Linked DNA regions of Mus musculus: all the other regions are linked to region 4. The links are chromatin contacts, called in public HiChIP or PLAC-seq maps. All regions are on one chromosome and are shown on one strand. Each heading gives the region's core, a stretch centred on a gene start, on an enhancer-like site or on the middle of the called end of the contact. The rest is flanking DNA. Distances are from core to core; before and after follow the strand shown. Region 1 overlaps Ncam1 (neural cell adhesion molecule 1). Region 2 overlaps Ncam1 (neural cell adhesion molecule 1). Region 3 has its middle 190 kb from the start of 2310003N18Rik. Region 4 holds the start of Ncam1 (neural cell adhesion molecule 1).

Evidence for each region. HiChIP or PLAC-seq counts read pairs in DNA pulled down with a chosen protein or histone mark.
Region 1: an H3K4me3 HiChIP or PLAC-seq map of embryonic forebrain shows a contact between it and region 4, with 4 times the contacts expected there. The contact joins the enhancer-like site here to the promoter of Ncam1 in region 4. A contact is called at or near these places in 5 of 39 promoter capture datasets (the 3T3-L1 cell line, 3T3-L1-derived adipocytes and hippocampal neurons), 8 of 484 Hi-C or Micro-C datasets (the 3T3-L1 cell line, 3T3-L1-derived adipocytes, adipose-derived mesenchymal stem cells and 5 more), 12 of 115 datasets of contacts at active chromatin or transcription factors (the NIH/3T3 cell line, VIP interneurons, embryonic basal ganglia and 9 more) and 1 of 9 other capture datasets (pancreatic islet).
Region 2: an H3K4me3 HiChIP or PLAC-seq map of forebrain shows a contact between it and region 4, with 2.2 times the contacts expected there. The contact joins the enhancer-like site here to the promoter of Ncam1 in region 4. A contact is called at or near these places in 7 of 39 promoter capture datasets (the 3T3-L1 cell line, 3T3-L1-derived adipocytes, epiblast stem cells and 2 more), 17 of 484 Hi-C or Micro-C datasets (3T3-L1-derived adipocytes, the C2C12 cell line, cerebellar granule neurons and 11 more) and 16 of 115 datasets of contacts at active chromatin or transcription factors (VIP interneurons, astrocytes, craniofacial prominence and 12 more).
Region 3: a contact with region 4 is called in an H3K4me3 HiChIP or PLAC-seq map of embryonic limb bud, with 3 times the contacts expected there. The contact joins the enhancer-like site here to the promoter of Ncam1 in region 4. A contact is called at or near these places in 4 of 39 promoter capture datasets (the 3T3-L1 cell line, 3T3-L1-derived adipocytes and hippocampal neurons), 2 of 484 Hi-C or Micro-C datasets (the N1E-115 cell line and nephron progenitors) and 9 of 115 datasets of contacts at active chromatin or transcription factors (the NIH/3T3 cell line, SST interneurons, craniofacial prominence and 6 more).

The regions. Positions count from the first base shown.
Region 1 is chr9:49,594,227-49,596,926 of GRCm38.p6, forward strand. The region is part of intron 1 of Ncam1 (neural cell adhesion molecule 1); the gene reads right to left. Among named protein-coding and RNA genes, the nearest start is that of Gm11149, 77 kb to the left of the region's middle. Within about 2 kb of position 1,320, at least 38 of the 459 cell types and tissues checked have an H3K27ac peak or open chromatin away from gene starts, as enhancers often do. A contact at or near this core is called in cortical neurons, embryonic forebrain, embryonic limb bud and 1 more, where this site is marked.
Region 2 is chr9:49,634,406-49,637,105 of GRCm38.p6, forward strand. The region is part of intron 1 of Ncam1 (neural cell adhesion molecule 1); the gene reads right to left. Among named protein-coding and RNA genes, the nearest start is that of Gm11149, 120 kb to the left of the region's middle. Within about 2 kb of position 1,441, at least 8 of the 459 cell types and tissues checked have an H3K27ac peak or open chromatin away from gene starts, as enhancers often do. A contact at or near this core is called in VIP interneurons and forebrain, where this site is marked.
Region 3 is chr9:50,037,105-50,039,804 of GRCm38.p6, forward strand. No RefSeq gene overlaps it. Among named protein-coding and RNA genes, the nearest start is that of 2310003N18Rik, 190 kb to the right of the region's middle. Within about 2 kb of position 1,362, at least 10 of the 459 cell types and tissues checked have an H3K27ac peak or open chromatin away from gene starts, as enhancers often do. A contact at or near this core is called in the N1E-115 cell line and embryonic limb bud, where this site is marked.
Region 4 is chr9:49,797,745-49,800,444 of GRCm38.p6, forward strand. Ncam1 (neural cell adhesion molecule 1) reads right to left here and starts at 1,325. Exons shown (of 19, transcript NM_001113204.1): 1 at 934-1,325. The coding sequence starts at 985.

The DNA.
Region 1 (2,700 bases), core at 70-2,569, 200 kb before region 4:
ATTCAAAGGCTCAGTCGGTGGAAGAAATGCCAGTCTCCCACCCAAGTATGACATCACCCGGCAGTTTTATTGCCAAGGTAGTTTGGGAGACTTTTATTTTGTAGGGATTGCAAAAAGGAAGCCTTTTGGCCCTCAAACATGTAAACTTCACACATACATAACCTCTTATATTCCCCGAGGGTGGTGATAGAGTTGTTGGCAGGCTTGGAGTAAAAGAAAATACAAGCATAGTACGCAATGTTCTCCCAGCGTGGGTGGAGCTCACACAGAAGCAGCTTCTGGCTGGGATCCCCCACTCTAAAGTCCTTTCCCTACTGTATCTTTTCTCTTCAAGATCCCCTCATTTCTTTGTTTTCATGAAAATTTTAACAGTGGCTGGCTTCTCTAAGCTGCATGCAAATTATAATTTATAATATGTATAATATATGCATACAATATATAAAAAACACATTCTATATAAAAATGTTCACATTTCAGATGCTCAAAGATATTAAAATTTGTTCCAGCAGTCAGAGGTTGAAGGAGGCAGATAGAGAACACCCTGTGCCCCCACCACACACAGGAGAAGCTGGAAAACAGGTCATGACGTGACCATCTCCTGCGCACATGAAACCCCCATTCCAGGAGCCACGGCTGCATCTGTTGACATCATACATGTAAAAAATCACTACTGCAGAGTCAATTTTTTTTTCATCAAAGTCTCCCCAATTTCTTTTGTAACATGCAAAAAAACCTTTCTGCTCAACTCCCTTGCACTCAGAACTGAGCAAAACTGTGACTGCTTAGAATTCCTGGCGTTTGATGGGAGAAATAGAGTCTTATCTCTGAGAGAACTGTCAGCACGTGCTAAGGATCAGCCCTTGGACAGGAGGTGCCAAGGGGCTGTGTGTCTAACAGGGTCTCTGCAGGGAGGTTGAATCCCAGCCAGAGTCTCCTCATTGCCTCCAGATTGCCAGCACATCTTCAGAGGGGAAGATGCATTTATATACATAGAGGGTTGTATACAGGATTCTTCTGAATCGCCCAGATAAAAGCTGACCTTAATAACAGTGCATTGTCTAGTTAAAAAAACATTATTTTTGCACAGGGTGCACACATTCACACTAAATCCATTGTGACAACGGTAAGGGCTGCAGACATCCTGATTGTAAATGTCCAACACAAAAGAATAATTTGGGTAAGTGGGAATGGACATGTAATTACTCAGAAACAACAAAAGGGAAGAGAAAGATCTCTCTCTTCTCACTGTGCAACTCTACCATGGCTGTAGCAGCTCACTACCCAGGGCAGGTGGTTCAATAATGTCCACCCAGGGCCAGTGAAGTCAGCGCCTCCCTATCCTGAGACGGGGCACTGAAGACTAAATCCGGGAACACAAGCCTGCAGCTAGAGGAGAATGAGCCTGGATGGAGGTGGCCTCCCTCACCCCCACAGCTTTTGTAACATACCCTGCTGTTTCTATAAGCTGTGTGTTCCAGGTACCGTGTTAATGTTGGTCATATATTTTCCCACCCCCATAGCTAAACGCTCACAAGCTTGAAAAATGTATGCGGACAAACGGCTGCTCTTAAAACGGTGGAGATCAAGCATGCAGTCACTTCCCCGGCTGGCTTCCCATTCCAGCCCACTGTGCATGGGCAATCCGCCCTATCACACAGGCTCCTTCTTCCTGAGCTATTAAGGCTGAAGTCCAGTGAAGCAATTCAAATTAGACCCCAGGTATGTGGAGATCCTTGACGTATCTATAAATATTCAAATCAGGGCTTCGTCTTGGCAGAATTTTTCTAATTAAAATTTCATTCAAATTAAATCAGCCACATTTTGACAGACATGGGAGACAAAAAGCTTTCTGGTTTCAGGAGCCGACCCCCAACAACTAATCAAAAACATGGTTACTGCAGCAAGAGCAGAGAAGGCTCAGTTCCTCTATAGCAGTTATGTGTGGGTAGGGAAGGGTGGCTTCTCAGGGTCACGTCACTGTAACACTGTTACTACCTAAGATTCTAAAATTCCTGATAGAGAGGCTTAAAAATATACATGTGGTACACTTTTAAGCTTTATATTTTATTTCTGTCTGTCTCTGTGTGTCTCTATGTGTATGTGTGTGTGTATGTGCACATGTGCACACATATTTATGAATATGAGGATGTGAGAACTGGGAGTCTGATCTTCTAGGGCAGGAGTCACAGGTGGTTGTGGGCTCCTTCATGGGGGCACTGGGAACTGAGTTCTAATCCTCCCCTAAAGTGGCAAGTGCTTAACCACTGGGCCATCTCTCCAGTCTTCCCTATTTTCTTTCACATGCAGTATTTTTGATGAGTGGAACCTGACAACATCACGGGGAAAACGACTCCACATCATCTGCAGTTCAGTTAGTTCCAGATTAAACCTCCAAAACACAGCTGTCATGCTCAAATTTGCAAATACAGATACAAATTGCCTTTTTATAACGTCAGACTTGTAAAAGGCAAACGAAATAGACAATGCAGCACTTAGAACATTTCCATCTAAGAGAGAGAGAAAAAAAAAACCTCCAAGATCCAAGACAAAATACCTACTTTTCATGGTAAAACAGCTTTATTCATTTCCACTTCCTTCACCAAACACAATTTAGACTCCACATAATTTTTGCTATCAACTCCTCTCCCACAGACTGTAAGAGCTGGAATGCCAGTCTGTCTCCAACATAATTAAACAAAA
Region 2 (2,700 bases), core at 191-2,690, 160 kb before region 4:
CTGTCAGCAATCATCAGTCAATATTTCCTGTAGAATGAGACTGGAAGCTGGTTTTGTTGGAAAGATAACTCTCACCTATGTGAGCCTCCAGCATGGCCATCTGGCCACTGTTGATTTCAAAGATGGCCTGGGAGACATAAGAGCCCTCACTATTACTTAAGATGGCTAGGTACAATTAAAGAGAAGTGCTTGCCATTTGTTGGATATCTCCATGATTCTCAGCAGCTGATGACCAAAATAGGCTGGGTGGCTATCTGTGGGGCACTGGAAGAATGGAGACTTCTGAAGGTCACACTAAAATTCTATGATTAAAACACCTCTGAAAACACTGGATGATTAAATTCTGCAAGTCCCAGAGGATGTAGGGAATACATCATTCTTCAATGTTCAATCTAAAGGTCAGGAAGGCAGGTCATTTTTTAATCTCTACACCATCACCAATATTAAAATAAAAAGCACATGCAGATATAACAGTGCTATTTATAAAATTAAATAAAGCAAGGGGTTATTATTTAAACAAAACAAAGCAAAACAAAAAAACAAAAAAGCCCAGTCAATGAAATACTCAGTGGAAAAGCATGCATCTGTAGAAAGTAAAGGCTCAAACTGCAACACACACTCATACTCACACACACATACAAACACACACACACTTGCACATACACTCAAGCATACACACTTATATATACACACTCACACAAACATCTTCAAACACAGACACACACACTTACACTCACACTAACACCTACATACACACAAATATACACAGACATGTACACTTAAACACATTGACACACTGAAACACACATACACACTCACACAATCAAACACACACTCACACACACTCACACAATCATCTTCAAACACAAACATAGACATACACACACTTACACTCACACCTACACACACTCAAATACACACAGATATGTACACTCAAACACACTCACACACTCAAACACACATACACACTCACACACACACTCACACAATCAAACACACTCACACATGCACACACACAATCTCTCTCACACACACTCACACAATCTCTCACACACAAACACACACTCAAAAACACACTCACATGCACATACAATCTCTCACACACACAATCTCTCACACACAAACACAAACACACACTCATACACACACACACAATCTCACTCAAACACACTCTCACACACACTCAAACACATTCACATGCATACACACTCAAACACACTCACACATACATACTCAAACACACTCACACAATCAAAAACACACACACACACTCAAATACACACACACACACACACACACACACACACACAAACTCTGTCAGTCTCTACAAATAGCGACAGGGCTCTCGTTCTTGCCATTTGCTAGTCCATCCAGGGCACTGAGATGCTGGAGACATAGGCGACACTGTGCCTCCTGGGCCTATGATGACAGAAGCCCATGAGTCCTGCTCCACCACAGATGCTGGACTGAGATAACCAAAAAGAATAGGGGATTCGGAGAGCAGCAGCTGGGCCAGACAAATCTAAGTCCCCACCTGCTGCTGTTTTCCACATTCGTCTCCCAAGCCTGATACCCCAGCTATGTAGAAAGCTGCCAGCATGTGGAGAAATTAATCAATGTGTGTGGGGGTAGTGATCCATGGTCCATTTTATATTCTTTCTATAAACACATTTGCGTAGCACAGAGGCAGCTGAGCTGAACGGCGGTGGCTTTGGAGCTCTCTGCTGTAATCACCCGTACGCCTGGGACTCACGCAGTTCTTGCTTCTCTTATCTTAGATTTTTTTTATTTATTTTTATCTCTTTACAGTAAAGCTGGCATTGGAAACTAATTAGACATGTCTGGGTTTGTGTGTGTGTATGTTTAGCATTCTCTTTATGCAAGGAGACATCTACTTTGTATTTCTATCTTGTCTCTTCCTTGTCTTTGTTACTTTTCTTTCTGTCTGAACAGAGAGCAAGAAGGATTTCTGAACAGGACTGATCGGATGTGCTTCAGGGCTCGGGGACATACTCATAGTCGATCCAAGTGTCCCTTTCATGGGAGAACAACCTTGATCCCAAACTACACTGTGGATTAAGGAAGTGCTCTTGAGAATATCTAATTCCCCATTGTGATTTCCTTCAAAGTTCTAATTAGTTGTGCACAGTAATGAATTCTGTAAATTGCAGTGTTTCTTTGAAAGCTTTTTAAGGTATAGAAACCTCCAACAGTGTGGTCTGCCAACAATCAGTCTTTGAAGAAAGTCATTTCGGAATGCAGGCTTCATATTTTGGGAGACTTTGCACATCTTAGAAACAATAACAATGTTAAGTCTCAAATTAATATTTGTTGCTTAATGCCACCAAAATGTCAGATGAGTGAGTAATCGCGCAGTCTGTACATAATGTTTATTTGCTTCTTTTTGGAAAGGCCAGAAATATAAAGGAGAATTCAAGTCAAGAAATGTCTTTCAACAAATGTATTCTCAGAGTATCCATTTTAAAATAACACACCACTAGGTCTATAACTGTCTTCTTCTAATGGTCAACAAACAGCTGGGTTTCTAGATAACACAGAGAACATAAAATATTCATGTTATTTAAGCCATTTCTGCATCTTACTCATATTCTTTGATTTGCTGGTCTTGAGGGGAAAGAAACCATGACCAGTGCTTAATCCACTCGTGTCTCCTCAGAGGAAATTCTCTCCTTGCCTCCT
Region 3 (2,700 bases), core at 112-2,611, 240 kb after region 4:
ACCTGAGCCACTTCGACAGCCTCTGCATATTTTATCACTAGTAACTCATCTCATCTCCATCACAAACCAACAGTATGGATCTAATTACTACATGCCAATTTTACAGAGAAGACAATGTGGGCTCAGGGAAGGGAACGTGCCACAAGCCACAGTCAGGAAATGGCAGCGATGGGATTTGAACTCTGGAACGTGTACTTCTATGTGATATTCCACTCCATTCTGGTTCCTACTGGCTGTCCTTCCCTGCATTATGCCTTATCTCAGCCCACCAGCCCTGCCCTATGTAGCCACTCTAGACCTGACCTCAGGCGTCCTGCAGGCAGTCTAGGGGTGGTAGAGCCCTAGAGTTTGACATGGGCCAGCCTGATTGAGACAAATCTGTGGAGTTTACCTTTGGTTCAGCTTCCAAAGGGTTGCAGTGCATATCCCCAGTCTCTGCTCTTGCTTAGCTTATGACTCATGTTCAAGCAGGGCTGTGGTGCAGTGTGTGTGTGTGTGTGTGTGTGTGTGTGTGTGTGTGTGTGTGTGTGTGTGTGTGTGTGCAACAGAGACACCTCACAGGAAGCAGGGCACAGCTCTGCATGGCCATCTGTATCAGGTCCCACAATACTCTGAAGATCTGACCACTGCCCTATGTAATTCCCTCATGGCTTCTTTTCTAGGCATAGGGGGAAACCCTCTCTCTTTTGCTTGTACACAGAAGCTTCATTTGCTGCTCTCAGAGGTTGAACTCAGCTCCACACCTCTGAGGGGTTTAGATAGAGTTAGTATTTTATAGGCACTTAGCAAAGTGTTCATTGGAACAAAGATACTTGCAGGGTTAGAATAAAATGGGCTACTCATGATTCCTTTTGTGCCAGAACACTAAATCTAATTTCTTGGGAACTGAAAGGCCAAATAGATGATTCTGATATCAATTCATTTGGACATCTGGATGTTCAACACTCTCCTGACCCTTGAAGACCCTCACTGGGGCTCTTTCTAGGAGACCATTTGGTGTGCAGGGGAGTGTTTTCCTAGGCAGAGATTACACTGTGTAGTACCCCACATCCACCTAGATTAGAGCTTACAGTTTGGCAGTACCCCTGGATATAGAAGTTAAGAGAATGGCTCATGGAGGGCGGAACTATGAGGGTGAACGGAGAAGGAGCACAGGTTGCCACTCAGCTTTCCTGGCGCGATGCCCACAGAAGGCCTTCTGCTATGCTGCCAGTGCTACAGGTCTGCTGAGCTTTAACTGCACGGGGTCCAGGAGCATCACCACAGTGGGCTCAGGGGCCTCCACGTCACACCTGCACACACTGCCGCCCTCAGCAATGAGGCTGGCGTCTGGACTCTGCCTGAGAAAATTGATTTCGATTTCCTCTTGTTCCTGTGGGGCTCGGCTGTTGTGACAGGAAGCTGAAACCTAATAAAGACAGCACTGGAGCCGCTCGGGCCCTTAGCCCACTTGAGTGCTGCATTAGGAAGGAGAGGGAACAAGGAAGAAGGAGGAGGAAGGGGAGGGGGAGGAGGAGAGACTAGCTTACTTCTTTGAACAACTGGCATGGCTTGCAGAATTCACACACACACACACACACACACACACACACACACACACACACACACACACACACGTGAGGCTGGAGAGGCAGACAGAGTTGAGAGTGTGTTTCCCAAGTGCTTCCTCAGCAGTTAGGCCTCTGAAATAGCTTTCAAAGGAGACCATCTTCAGAACAAATGACCGATATGGTCACATAGGCATCGTGCTTGTGACTTACTGTATGGCCACTGATATCTTGAATAACTTAGAAATTTATCTATGTATATCTTTATTATTTACTTATTTTTGATACAGTGTCCCATGCTGGCCTTGAACTCCTCACCTTTTTCCTTTCACCAGACAAGGGCTGGGATTGTAAGCATATGCTACCACTCTCTGAAAATTAAGGGTGTTTTGTTTTGTTTTTAAATAACTGTTTCATAACTGAAGCCTGAAGGGACCCTGTAACATGACCAAGGTTTCTCTACCATCCCCCCAACACCTGGTAGCACCCAGGCCCTGCCTAAGCTCCCTCACCCCCAGTAAACACCATCACCCTCCAGATCTGGCAGACATCTGGTGGAAGAACAAGAAGGTTAGGTTTGGATGAATAGCCCTTGAAATTTATTAAGGCTAGGCACAGAGGCAGCCACCCCATCCTAGGCTAGCAATACTACAGTGCACTTGAGGTAGGTGCCGTCTGACCACCTCTGATCCAGATACTAAGAACGCCTATTGTAAGAACTTTAGGGTCTCTACAGTCACCCACACATGTCTTGATTGAGCTCTATATGGTGATTCAACACCCAGTGAACTGAACATATTCCCCTATGCCAAGTGACCTCATAGCATGGCCTGGGCTCTTATGAGTGTCTGTGATTGCCTTAAGAACCTCATATCTTAACAGATTAAAAAGCATCAGGATGGAAGAGAAAGAGAAAGAGGGGTGTGTGCAGAGACAGAGAGGGAGAGAGAGAAGGGGAGGGGAGAAGGGGAGGGGGAGGGAGAGGGGAAGGGAGAGGGAGAGGGGAAGGGAGAGGGAGAGGAGAGGGGGAGGGGGAGGGGAGGGGAGGGGCATGGGGAGGGGGAGGGAGAACAAACCAAGGGGAAGCATGTTACAGTTTTTAATCAGTATTTTTCCTTGTTTTTTAAAAAATTTATTATGAACCTCAAATTTT
Region 4 (2,700 bases), core at 75-2,574:
TCTCCCGAGCTCCCCATTGTTCACACTTTGCCAGGATCAGGAATATCGCCCAGAGAAAGGAAGAGGTGTCTTGGGCAGCTGGCTACCTGCCATTCTTCGCTGGCACCGTGCAACCCTAGGCTCTCGGTGCGTGTAAAGGCACACGCGCGCACACGCGCGCGCACACACACACAACCAGGCAGCCCCGATCACGCCCTCCTCACCCTCCGCCCCTCTGCACTTCCTCCTGTCAAAACGCGGCGCTGGACCCTCCCATCCCTCCGTGCTCCCGGCCGAGGGCAGGTTTTGCAACTACCCAGCAATTTGGCAAATGAAAAACTAACGTCATTTGCACGGGGGTGCAGGAACGACCACAGGGCCCTGCGGTGCTGCCGGTGGTTGCCCCATTTTGCAAACCGTTATTCGGGGCGGGGAAGACGGGGGAGTAAGCGAAGGCTGCAAGCCTCACTTTACCCCAGCCCGGGACATAACGGTGGGGGTAAAACTGCCCCAGCCTTATTGTTCACTCTTCTCGAAGCTTGACAAACACCTCTAGGTGAAAGATGAGCCTGGGGGGCGACACCACCCGAGCCACGCATCCGCCACCCGCCTTCGGGGAAGGGGAAAGCAGCGCTGCCCATCACGGCAGCATCCCGGTCCCCATACCCCTGTCCCACCTCCGCGGGCACACAAGTGGGAAGGGCGTGCGCGGCCGCCACTGAGCGGGGAGGCAGCCGCGTCCAGCGCCGTCCCGGAGGGCACGGGTTTGGCTGGCCAAGCAAGGACGATACGATGCGCTCCCTTCTCAGCTCAGTGAAAATGCTGTCTTTGCTTTACACACAAAACCAGCCAAAAGAACCGGGCTTCTCGGGGATAGGGAGAGAAGACAGGGGCAAGCGGACAATTAACAGACCCGATGTAGATTTTTTTTAATTAAATTAAATTAAAATGTACCTGCAGTTCCCAGGAAAAACAAAGTCCAGATGAGATCCTTAGTTCGCAGCATTGTAAACTGCCGGCTGGGAGGGATGTTCTGGCCGCGGTAAATTCAGTGCCTTCCCCTTGCAAGCGACTGTGGACGGCGGCGGAGCAATGGACCGAGGAGCAGACAATTGCCAGGCTGGGTATGATTATTTTTGCAGAATTGTTTCTTGCCAGCCACTGCCGAGCTGCGTTCACGCGCTGAGCGGAGAATGAGTGACAGTCCCAGCCTCAGCACACTCGCAACTCGGAGATCCCTGCGCTGGCCCGGGTTGGCTTTGATGGAACTGGGGATGCGAGCGACGGGCGGGGGGCGGAGGTGAGAGCCTCACTGTGTCCTTCCACCACGCCGACCACAAATAGTTCCTAACATCCAGGAGGTAAGAGACAGGGGAGGCAGATGCGGCTGCCTGTAAAACGCGGCCTGGAGTTACCAAGGGAGCCGGGCTCTTTCACAGGGAACCTTCCAGGCAGAGCTGGGATTTCTTTTCACCCTTTTCCTTCATTCACGTCTTTGGAGATCATTCTGCCCTCCGGCGTTCCTTAATCAGGAATTTGAACGTTTTTAATAATTAGGGGGAAAAAGAATTTTAGATTCGGTTCGATTTTCAAAGTTGTGGACACCCCCCCCTCCAGTTTAGTTACTAAAGTCCTTGCAATAAAAAGCATATGGCTGCTTCTGCTTCTTCTTCTTCTCCTTCTTCTCCTTCTTCTCCTTCTTCTCCTTCTTCTCCTTCTTTTCCTTCTTTTCCTTCTTTTCCTTCTCCTCCTCCTCCTCCTCCTCCTCCTCCTCCTCCTCCTCCTCCTCCTTCTCCTTCTTTTCCTCTTCCTCCTAAGAGAAGGAAATTGGAAATTTGGAGAGAGCTGAGGGCTGTGGAGGTTTGTTTTGTTGTTTGTTTTCTCCTGGCTATGAAGTTCATCTTCCCACAGAGGGAGCAACTCACAGCAGCACAACTCAGATCTCAGAAGTAGGGGGTGGGGAAGCCAGTCAAAAGAAAATGCAGAGCCATTTATAAGTAATATTCAGGAATAACCAGAAACTGGTATTGGGATCCTCCCTCTCTCTCCCTCCTTTGCCCTGGCTCTTCTGTGTGTATTAAGGCACAGGAGCGACAGCAAGCATCCTCCTTCAGCGGGAGACCTCCACTCTTAAGGCTATGAAAATACAATATGACTGAGATATCAACACAAAGACTTCCATTAATCAAGCAGCCTTGTTTGTTAAAAGAGGGGATGGGAACATAGTGAAATCAACACTCTTTAGCACCTGAGTGGGGCTTGAGTTGTGCAGGAAATACAAGTGAGGGTGCTCCAGAAGTGGCTCTGCTCAGTGAAGCCCTCTGACAGACCAAAGAGCCAGTTCACACACAATCCCAAGCCCTGCAATGTTCTTTAAAGGGCAGACTCCTTGATGCTTTAGCAGTCAGAAAACCCACCTTCTGCTAGCTGACCAGTCACCATCCAGCTCTCCTTTCCTCTGTATAATGTACCCAGTCCTATCACATGCTGCGGGTTCCAAGGATCCATGAGAAGCAGTCTGTCTCCCAGGAATCTTTCATGTTCACTTTTTAAATTTTTGCCTTATGGTGATTATAAACAATTCAAAAATACAGAAAAGTAAAAAGAATATCTCTTTGCCCCAGATTCTAAAGATAGCCCAATTTTTCTAAGTTGTGTATATATATGCATACAAATTTTGTGTGTGTGTTTGAGAGAGAGAGAGAGAGAGAGAGAGAGCGC